2 separate regions of the Gossypium hirsutum genome follow, and region 2 is linked to region 1. A link is a contact called in public Hi-C data. All regions are on one chromosome and are shown on one strand. The core of a region is the stretch at or near the end of the contact, and the rest is flanking DNA. Distances in the headings are between cores, read along the strand shown. Region 1 holds the start of LOC107901421 (protein transport protein Sec24-like At4g32640). Region 2 holds the start of LOC107901425 (probable L-ascorbate peroxidase 6, chloroplastic/mitochondrial).

The links. Hi-C and Micro-C count contacts between places; a contact is called where the count stands out from the background.
Region 2: a contact with region 1 is called in a Hi-C map of leaf, with 2.0 times the contacts expected there. The contact joins the promoter of LOC107901425 here to the promoter of LOC107901421 in region 1. A contact is called at or near these places in 2 of 34 Hi-C or Micro-C datasets (leaf and petal).

The regions. Positions count from the first base shown.
Region 1 is chrD06:6,629,955-6,635,478 of Gossypium_hirsutum_v2.1, reverse strand. It overlaps LOC107901421 (protein transport protein Sec24-like At4g32640), which reads left to right and starts at 2,461. Exons shown (of 25, transcript XM_016827427.2): 1 at 2,461-2,695; 2 at 2,839-3,786; 3 at 4,661-4,897; 4 at 5,121-5,195; 5 at 5,336-5,434. The coding sequence starts at 2,908.
Region 2 is chrD06:6,766,062-6,772,136 of Gossypium_hirsutum_v2.1, reverse strand. LOC107901425 (probable L-ascorbate peroxidase 6, chloroplastic/mitochondrial) reads left to right here and starts at 4,400. Exons shown (of 12, transcript XM_016827431.2): 1 at 4,400-4,777; 2 at 4,882-5,028; 3 at 5,467-5,587; 4 at 5,672-5,772; 5 at 5,852-5,939. The coding sequence starts at 4,610.

The DNA of each region.
Region 1 (5,524 bases), core at 1,212-3,711:
TTGGGGGTTAAAGGATTAAATTACAAAACTTGTAAAAGTTAGGACAATTGTATAATTTTGAAAAATAAAAGGGTATAAAATGTAGAATAAATTGGAATATGAAATGTAAGCTAATAATTGAGAATTTTATATTTTAGAACAAGATCCTATTGATTTACGTGGAAAAGGGAAAATTGCGGAATAGTTCATGAACTGCTGCAACTATTACAACTCAGCCTAGGTAAGTTCGTACGGGTTGTAATTTAATATCTTAATGAATTGTATGATGACATAATATGAAATAGTGGATATAAATTATTCTATTGATGATGTAAGTTGTTTAGGAAAATGTTGTTGATATCGATACTTGGGCCGGATGAACGCGAGATAGAGTACAACTGAATGATGGCGTGTTATGTGAGGTTGAAGTGGAGATTGATGTAGAGAGCTTTATATATTTTTCCTAAGTATACCGAAGTTCAACATTTGTTGCGAACTCTCGTGTTATACTATCCTGATCTTGCGTGTTATAGGCGCGGATATATAACTTGCGGGCTAGGCACTTACTGTCGTGGCGTGTTATCGGTTGGATTAGCTCTTATGAGCATTTGACGTGTTATCGGGTGGATTAACTCTTATGAGCAGTTGGCGTGTTTCGGTTGGATTACTTGTGTACTCATATCTGTAAGTCGTTCATTAAGTCGTAAATCGTTGTATTGTAACTTATTTAATGATTTTGAATGGCATGAAATGTATTTGACATCTTGAATTGACCTGTTGTAGACATATATGTTTTCCCAGAAATTATTATTTGAGCTTTGAATTGAATTATGCAATTCACCGGTTTGACATTGTAGATGATAGTAAACACTTGTTATTGAATTATTTTTTATTGAATTGTTATATTTACTTTGGTAAGATTTATTATTTCTGTACGTCGAACTTACTAAGCTTCAATAAGCTTACTTGTGTTAATTTATGTTTCTTTTAGACACTTTTAAAGGTTGGACGATCAGATCAGCACTCAAGTCATATTATCCATCCAATTTCGTAGCTTTTGAATGTTTGTTTTGGATTATATGACATGTAATAGACTTGTTTTGTCATTACTTTTGTGTTGGTATGTATATATATAAAGAATGAGCTTAAGTGCAAGTAGACAACTTATTGTGATATATGTGAATGAAGGAAGATGTCTTTGGTACAAATTTATTGCATATGTTTGATTAATAAGTTATCTTGCATTGTTATGAATTGAGATGCCTATGATAGGCATATTGGTTAGAAGTTTAAGTGGTGTGAATTTGTACGTTTTGGTTGATGATTTGTATTGTGGTATAAGTGTGTATACTTGTGGTACCAATAAGGGTGCAATTGGTTAAGCACTTTAGATGGTTGAATTAGCATGAATTGAGCTTGTTTAATGGCATTTTGAATTACCCTAATGGTTGGTATATGGATTACTTAGAGTCTAAGAAAACTTGAAATGGTAAACTTGATGTTTAAGGTTTATTTAGGTGCACACGGCCTAGGACATGGGTTACCACACAGTCGTGTGCCACTACGGCCGTGTAATTTAAGTCAGTGTGTTACACGGCCTACGACATGGCCTACGACACAACCACGTGTCTCAAGTCAGAGAGTTGCACGAACTGGCACACTGCTTGCGACACGGCCGTGTGACCCAACTCAGTGAGTTACACGGGTAGAGACACGGGCTAGGACACGACTATGTGTCCCAACTTCGAAAGTTACATGGCCTGGGGCATTCCACATAGTCTCGTGTGTCCCCTGTTTTTGAAATTTTTTATATTTTCCTAAAATTTTCTAATTTGTTTCAAATTAGTCCCTGAAGGTTTTAAGATTAATTCTTTAGTCCCTAAAGCTTGATTTAAGCCTCGTAGATGTAAGATATTTTTATAAATCAATTACTTTATGGTATTTAAGAAATTATATTGAAATGATTATGATTTTACTTGTTTATTATTGTTAACTTGCTGTAGCATTCCCGTAACCCTATTCCAGTGACGGATACGAGTTAGAGGTGTCACAAAACGAATTGGAGAAAAAAGAAAAATGTTTTTAAGGTTTAAAAAGATAGGATAAATTAAATTTATTATTATTTTTGAACATTAATCTTATTATAAGTTTTTTTTGATACAATACTTAAAACTATTTATAGCCTCTCCCCAACTCTTAATAGGAGAATAATGCGCTTCAGCGCATTCGAACTCACATCCTTTTGTATGGATAACAATACCAATTACAATCGAACTAAGGGTACATCGTCACATATTTATTTATTTTTAAATGGAACAAAAGGAAAAACCAGTAAATAAATCCAAATGGCTGTTAATTATAAGTCTGTGAAAGTAATCAGTGTTTTTTCAACAGTCTCAGACCAATAAAATAGTTTCCTTAATTATACTTTTTTTTATAATTTTTTTACAATTAAGATTTATTACAAATTTGTCTCCCATTCCTTCCCCAACGTTAAAATACCGTCGCTCTCTCTCTCTCGCTCTCGTTATTTGCCTTTCTGTCTCTCTCTCCTTCTCCGATCATTTCCCCAGATCCATACCTCTGATCGCTCCGATACTTCCCTAAAAAACCCTAATTTCTCCGATCTCTCCTTCTAAAACCCTACTCTCAGATCTAAACTTAATTATCTCCTTACTTCCACAGATCCGACCTCTCCTTTTCTTTCCGATATCAGGTACTTAATTTCCTTTTTTTACTCTTCTCAATTTTATTTCATTCGATCTTAGTTTCTTTTATATGTTAATTTGCGATTACTATTACTGTGTGTCTTTTAGAATTTTTGAAGAATTGTTGTTTTTGTTGTTTTGGTTTGTGTAGATTTGATCGTGTTGCAAAATATATAGACGGTTATTGAAAGAGGGGATTAGAATTTGTTTCTGATTAATTATGGCAGCTCCTGTGTCTCCAGGGGCACCTAGACCCGGCGCCAATTCACAACAACCACCACCTCCACGAAATGTTAATCCTAATTATCAAACCAATCCCAATTCGTTAGCTGATAACATGCAGAATTTGAACCTAAATCGGCCAGTTTCAATGCCCAATTCTGGTCCGAGGCCCTCCCCTTTTGGTCAACAACCTCCCTTTCCTCAATCTGGAGGTTCAGCTGGATTCCCCGGTGCCTTGCCGCCAATGGCACGGCCTGGTCCGCCACCTGGTATGATGGGAAGACCTGCAGTGCCTCCTACTGGACCACCGCAATCTGCTTTACCTGCAAATGTACCCCCAGGGAGACCCCTTGGTCCACCTCCTGGTCACTCTTCCCCTTTTGGGTCTAGACCTCCTCCTGGTTCTCTGTCTTCTTCAACAGGTGGTGCTGTTCTACCTTCTAGCGGTTTCCCATCTTCAGGTGCACCTAGCGGTGGAGTTGCACCACCAATGCCAGGTGCTCGCCCGAATGTTTTTATGTCATCTCCACCTTTGACTGGTCCAACTGGTCCAGCTGCGCCCCTCTCTAGTGCACCTGCTGGTCCTTTGAGTAATGGGCCTCCAGCAATTGTTTCGGGAGCTTTGCCTGGTGCACCCCTGTTTCCTCTTGCTCCAAGTGCTTCACAACCTCCTGTTGGACCTCCACCAACTATGATGTCAGCTAGGGCTCCTGCTCAGGCTCCAACCATGCGTTCTGTTTTGGGAAGTCCGGCTGTTACTTCCCCACCAGTTCAGCCAATGCCTTCAGCATCACCATTTTCAGCTGTGCCTCAAGCTAGACCACCACCTCCAGGTTCTCCTTATGGATCACAGACTTGGCCGATGCAGCCTCAGCAGGTTAGCACTACAATCTTTACAGTTTATGCTTTCAGAATTCTTCCCATAAAGAAATGTAAACAACTAGAGCATATCATTGATTTTATTGTTGTTGAGTTGGTCTTTTAGCAATCTATATAAGGTGTACAAGGTCTTTGATTTCCTTTCTTTTCATAATGCATTTAGTAACTAAAATTTTATGTGCACCTTTGATGTTTGGAATTGTTGGCATTATATTAGTAACTATTAATCTGAAGAAAACCTAAAGCAATATAGAAATGAAGAAAGATTTTAGTAAACTTATAATGGAAGAATGAAAATTGATGGATGTGGTTTACTTTTTTACAATTAAATTGTTCATGCCTTGTAAATTGCTTTACATTATATAGCTATGTTGTTCAAACTTTTTCTTTCTAATTATTATTTTCAACATCTCATCCATTCAGTATTCGTCCAAAAAGATATTGTTTTCATTGAACCATCATAAATATTGGATTGGCTTGAGAATTGACATGCAGATATAATATAAGATTCTGTAGCCAATTGCTGAAAGTTAAATTGTGCAGAAACTTACAGAACTGTGCAAAAATTAGGCATTCTGTTACTGTATATCCAATGGCATTTGCATAATAACAAAACCAATTGGAAGTTGGTTATTGAACTTCACTAATTACATTGAATTTTATCAATTGGCATATGAAATTTTGGTGTTGGTGGATATTTAAAACCTTCGAGCCAGGTTTGTAAAGTTGTCTTGGAAATGGAAGCCATTTTAAGGCATTCTATATGAGGTGCAGGAAATTCTAAGTACAGGATGTTTTGGCTTGGTAAGTGGTGCTTGGAAGTTGTTCACTCCCATCACTAATTAGATTCTGAATGTTTTGAATTGTTTTAGGGAGCCCAGGCTCCTCCTATTCCTGGATCTACTCAAGCACAACCTCCAAGAATGTTTGGAATGCCACAACCACCTACGAATCAAGCTATGACTACCATTCCACCTGCTATGGGCCAACCGGGAGCCCCTTTATCAGGGCCATCAAAGATTGATCCTAATCAAATTCCAAGGCCCATTCCAAGTTCCTCACCAATCATGTATGAAACTCGTCAAGGCAACTCGGCAAATCCTCCTCCGGTAAAAGCTTTGATCATTTTAGAAGAACGGAAAGAAAATTACTTAGTTCACTCAGGAATTTGCTAATTTGCTATTCCTTTTGATCTTCATTTAACTTAGGCCCATTGTTCTGGCTCTCTTTACTATGTTGTCATTGCATGTATGCATAATGCAATCACAGCTTTGACATATAACTGAATTTTGAATTTTGTTTTTTCTCCTGATCACTTGTAATCTTTTGAAGCCTGCTACTAGTGATTACATTGTCAGAGACACTGGGAATTGCAGTCCTCGTTATATGAGATGCACCATCAATCAGGTCATAACAAGCTATATAAATTAATTGTGGCTTTTTTTGGTACTCTTTTATATTCTTTGGTTAAGATTGCACTGCAGTTTCACCACCTGTAATCTTTGTGATGTTTTGAGTGCTTATCAATTGTTCTTTCCATTTAATAGATCCCTTGCACAGCCGACCTTTTGACAACATCATCTATGCAGTTGGCTTTGTTAGTTCAACCGATGGCTCTTCCTCATCCGTCAGAGGACCCTATTCAAGTAATGCCAGTTCTACTTGTTCTTCTAGCTTGTTATGCAATCTGTCGGGTTCTTAAATGGATTTTGTAATTTGATCTGCTTATCATATTT
Region 2 (6,075 bases), core at 3,151-5,650, 130 kb before region 1:
TCTTCTCTTCTCTTCTAACGTGAAATTCATGGAAAGATGATGATTATTCATCTTTACTTCCATATATATATACGAAATAAAATAATAATAAAATAATAAAATATCATTTAAAAATCAAATTAAAATATTAATAAACTAATATTTATTTAATTAATCTAAAATATCTCCAACATCATCATTATTTTCTAGATTTCTCTTTCTTCTAATTGACCATTTTCCCTTTAGATCTTTTAAAATTTCATCCTTGAGTCATCACTTAATTTGGTAAAATTATGATTTAGTCCCTCATAATTCTTCACCTATTCAATTTGGTCCCAATTCATCCATTTTCTTTAGTTTCTAAATTATTCCACCCTTAAAATATTTACACTATTGGTCCTTCAACTTTTTCATATTTACACTTTAACCCCTCAAAATTTAAGTATTTACTCTTGGGCAACAAAACTTTTCTCACTTTTGCAATTTAATACTTTCTTGAATTAATATGTCATAATATACTTTCCAATGTTGACATAACTCAAAATTACCCTTTTATCACTTTATTTCCTTATTTTACTATATCATGAATATTATCTTACTTTTTTACTGTAGTAATTTTCAGGGTATTACAGTCCAAGCCGGGTGTGGGGTATTACAAAACTTTTTGGATTTCTTTAATACAAAGAAAACTCCTTTGATTCCTCTTTTTTATGGAGCTTCGGTCCAAAGGCCGTCTAGACTTGATCTTGGAATGATGCGATTTGCTTTAAGAGTCGTTGAGACTTAATCTTGAAGTTGAGTTTGGGGATATGTTTGCTTGAGAATTTAAATTGATTTGAATTCAAGGGCCATTGAGACTTAATCTTGAATCAATGATGTCCATTTAAGCGTTATCAAGACTTGATCTTGAAAATAAATTTGGAAAGAGTTTGGATAAAGGGTTGTCTAAACTTAATTTTGGATGGTTGAGCTTGTTTTAAGTGTTGTGATGGCTTGCTCTTGAAACAACTTTTGACCTCCTTTCTTCAATTGAACATGATCAAAAGACAACTTTATTCGGAAACAACTTTTTGACCAACTCTCCATGGTTGAATTGGACCGGAAGCTACCTTTTCAGAACTGATATGGTGCTTGTCAGAATTTTTTCAAGTTCTTCAGTTTCTTCAGACACTTCTAGACTTCTAAACTTATGAATTTTTTGTATTGAATGGTTTGGAGGTGATCCCTTTCTATAGTGCTAATCAATAAGCAAAATTTAACTTCTTCATTTGAGTGTTCTATAATAATTAAATTATTTTATTTATTATTTATTATTTATCTCATATTAGTTTAATTAATTAGAGATAAAATAATGATTAAAGAATATGATTTCTTTATAAAAGAGTTCTAAAAGGAATTAATTTCTTGATTTATCTCTTTATTAATTAAATTAAATTTAAATAGAGATAAAAAAGTAATGATAAATTCTGATGGTCAAAGACTTGATTATGTTGAGTGTAAAAAGTGGACAAGTCAATTCTAACCTCATTTCGCCTCAAAACAACTTCAAATCTTGCAAATCTAAGTTTAAACCTCGAAATTGAGAAGTTTCAATCTTCACCGGATCTCTTCCATTTCAAAGTTTGTGCTTTTACACAACCTCAACTTCGCCTTCATTATTGGGATTTGAGAGATAAGCCTTGAAATTGACCCCAACCCAAAAATTAAGTGTAATTATTTGCCATGTTATTTCTCTTGGCAATGATGGGGTTAGGACGTTGGCAATCGCCTTGGTCTCCTCTAAACTGGAAATTTTTTCATCTAAGCTCTTTATGATTTATAAAATTTTAAATTAATAATTATAAATTTATATTTTGGCCCCCTAAAAATGAGAAAAATATAATTTAATTTTTTTAAAATTATAAATATATAGATTATTAAAATGATGAAATTATATTTTTACTATCGTAAAAATATACAATTTAATTCCGATCCTCCCTAAAAAAATTTCTGACCACACCAGTGTCTCTTAATTGAAAAATATATTTTAGCTTTGTTGCAGATGAGTATAAAAGTTGTCAGTGTTTTACTCTCTCTAGTGATACTGGTTTCTTTCAGAAGCCTTGGAAAAAATATATTTTGTTGATTTGAATGTGGATCTACAAATGCCTCTTTCTAAAATAAAAGGAAATATGTAGGCTTAAAGGTGTAAAAAATCCTCTAATTAAAAAAAAAACAATCAAGTCCCTACTTTTTTTCATTCACTTGGGTACTTGAACTTTCACAATGCATCAAAAAGACCCTTAAACTTTTTTAAAAAATAGTAGTTAAGCCCTTGCTTTTTTTTTTTGCACTCAATTGGGTCTTGAATTTTTAGAATGCATCAAAAAGGCTCTCAAACTTTTTCAAAAAAGTAATTAAACCCTTGCTCTTTTTTTTTTGCACTCCATTGAATACTTGAACCGACCCTAATTTTTTTCAATTAAAGCCATCATGTGTTACAACCATAGTGTGACATGTGGCAAAAAATGATAAAAAATAAAAAATCAATAAAATTTATAAAAATGATTAAATTTTAATAAAAAATATTAAAAATTAAAAATTAGAAAAAAATTATAAAAAATTGTAAAATTTTATAAAAATCATAAAAATTATAAAATATATAGAAATATAGAAAAAAATATAAAATTTTATAAAGTCGTAAGAAAATTATAAAAAAACGTAAAGAAATGTAAAATTCGTAAAAAAAATTATAAAAATTATCGTACTAAAAGAAGCATTTTATAATTTTTCTATAACTTTATTGATTTTTATTTTTTATCATTTTTTGTCACATGTCACATTGTGCTACGACACATAATGACTTCAACTAGAAAAAATTGGGGTTCATTCACTTTAATAGTCAGCGATTAAAGTTAATGGTTCAAGGGCCTTTTAGATGCATTTTATAATTTTTTATGACTTTTATAAAATTTTACAATTTTTCTAATTTTTAAATATTTTTTATTAAAATTTAATAATTTGTATAACTTTTATTGATTTTATTTTATATATTTTTTTGCCATATGTCACGCCATGGTTGTGACACAAGATGACATTAATTGAAAAAAATGAGGGGCAGTTAATTTTAACGGTCGACTGTTAAAATTAATGGACAAATGACATTTTGGATGCATTTGACAATTCAAGTACCCAATTGAGTGTAAAAAAAAATAGGGGCTTAATTACTTTTTTTTAAAAAAGTTTGAGAGCTTTTTATATGCATTTTGAAAGTTCAAGTACTCAATTGAGTGCAAAAAAAACAATCGCTTAATTTCTTTTTTTTTGAAAAAAAATTGAGGGCCTTGAGCGAATTATGTAATCTGTTGTTTATTTGTGTGATATGTTGAACTGTATTGAATATCCTTGTTAGCATGATTTTCAATATCATAGTTTTTCACTACATTCGTTGTTTTGTATCATAGGAGGAGAGACGAACACGATTCTGAAAATAAAAAATGGGAATATTAGGAATCTCATATTTTATTTTAATTCTATTTATATTTGAATAAAATTTTTAATTAGGAAGGAGATAAACTTGATTGAATTTTTTTTAGCTTTAAAATAAAAAGGTGGGGTCTTGGAAAATTTTAATTTAAATTTAGAAGAAAAATAAAAAAAGAAACGAAAAAAATTAAAAATGAAATTGATAAATTTAAATTTATAAGAAAAATAGTTCATTGAATCTTAGTTTAATTGGCATGGACATTGTTACCAATATAGGAGGATGTGAGTTTGATTACGCTAAAGTACATTGTCCTCTATTTATGGATTGGAGAGAGGTTATGAGTAATTTTAGGTATAATATCAAAAAAATAGTTGATATGAAATTTTTGTCATTACCCTTTAACGTTTTGGCCACTCAGCTTCAAAAATTTATAAAATGGTCACTATATTATTCGAAAATTTTCATTTTAATCATTGAACTATTCCAAAAATTTTATTTAAGTAACTGGGCTGATAAGTTTTTTTTAAAAAAAATTCGGTTAGCGAGCTCCAAACAACAATTTGATGATTGGTACAATGGATTGACGCCCATCGACGAGTAGAACATACTTTAGATCCAAGTTGATTTGATGATCAGTGTCGGAGATTGGATAATAAAGCTGTTTAGATTTTGGTTTATAGATTCGTAACTTTCAAATTTATTTTATGAAAAAAATTAAACTAGAGAAGAGAAAGGGAATGGGCGTTTTTTATTAAAGTAAGTCATGCGAACATAAAAAGTCATGCAACAATGATTTTAACAGTTTAATGACTTAAATGAAACTTTTGGATAATTTAATGACTATTTTGTAACATTTTAAAGTTAAGTAACTAAAACATAAATTCACTAATAGTTTAATGACTTGGATGTAGTTTTCCATAGTTTTTAATGCATCGGATGTTACCAAAACCGTTTGGACAACAATTTATTTTTTTGGATTTGGGGGCTTGCCATTGGTCCAAAATAACGACTTCTTAATCCAAAACAATTGGAGACAAAATGGAGAGCCAAATGGCGCAGCCATTATCACAGCTCAGCTGAAAGTGAAAACTATTACTGAAAAGCTCCTAACTGTCGTTCGCCGTCGCGCACAACCTCCTCAAACGCCGAAGCTTCCGTCGGCCAATGACTTCGTCTCTAGGCAACACCGCCTCTTCTCGAATCTCAGCATCTTCCTCCCCCGGAGTTCGACTTTCTCTCCATCCCCCCTCCTCTTTTTCTCTCCTTTCTTTCTCTTCCTCTTTTAAGCCCTTCGCTTTCTCTCCTCTATCTTCTCATTTCTCTCCCCACCAGGTTAATTCCTCCTTTCATATTCCCTAGTTCTTTCTTTCTTCTTTTTTTTTTATATAAATGTTCTTATTCTTTTTAGTTAATTTTGTTTTTTATTCATAAAATAGAGGAGATCGGCAGTTAATGTGTCGAGTAGCAGAGGATTCGGCACAGTTGCAAGTCCGAAATGTGCAGCTTCGAATTCTGATCAGTTGAAGAGTGCTAGAGAAGATCTCAAGCAACTCCTCAACTCTCAGTTCTGCCATCCTATTCTGGTATTAATGTCTTAATTCTTGCACTTTCTTTCTTGGGAATAATGTCGCTATGCTCTTTTAGTTTTTAGCATCGAAGAAAGATTTCTCGGTATATTGCGAATAAATGTTGGAATTTAATGAAATTTATTTCATATTTGAAGAAATGAAGTACTTGTTAGTAGTTTAGTTAGAGCATTAAGGGTGGCTTAAAAGAAAGGTGGAGAAGTTTAAAAAAAAAAAAAAAGAAGAATTTTGAGTATGTTTGGTAGAAAAGTAAAGCCATGAGCAAGAAAACAAATAATTTCAAATTACAATGCTAAGAGGAGAGAAAAACTGAGAGTCAGTGAGTGTGCATATTTACAAGATCATTCATCATTTTCTTTTAATTGTACTTAGTTTTAGCCGAGGATAAACGATGTTTATTTTCATATACTTGTAATTTGATTTTATACACTTCAGGTTCGCCTAGGATGGCATGATGCTGGTACCTACAACAAGAACATTGAGGAATGGCCACAAAGGGGTGGAGCGAATGGAAGTCTTAGGTTTGAAGTAGAGCTAAAACATGCCGCCAATGCTGGTAACATGTTCTTTGTCTACTTAGACAATGTAATTAGTTAGTTGGTAATTGGTAGCACTGTTGTCTCATAATCTTTTGTTTCAGGCCTAGTGAATGCATTGAGTCTTATTCAGCCTATCAAGGACAAGTACTCTGATGTAACTTTTGCTGATTTGTTCCAGTTGGCTAGTGCTACTGCTATTGAGGTCTTGCTTGCTGTTACTCTTGAATGTATATCTTTTTGATTGATTTTGTAGTTTTACTAAGAATCGACATGTAATTCAGGAGGCTGGAGGACCCAAAATTCCCATGAAATATGGAAGGGTGGATGTCTCCGGTCCTAATGAGTGTCCTGAGGAGGGCAGGCTACCTGGCAAGTGAACCTTATAATGGTGCATGATTGTTCATGTCAATTTAAATTGTGGGGAGATTCCTAAATTAAGAAATGTAACTGGAAACTTGAGGCACATAATCCATTGGCAAGTTGGGTTGCTAACTAGCTTGAATGA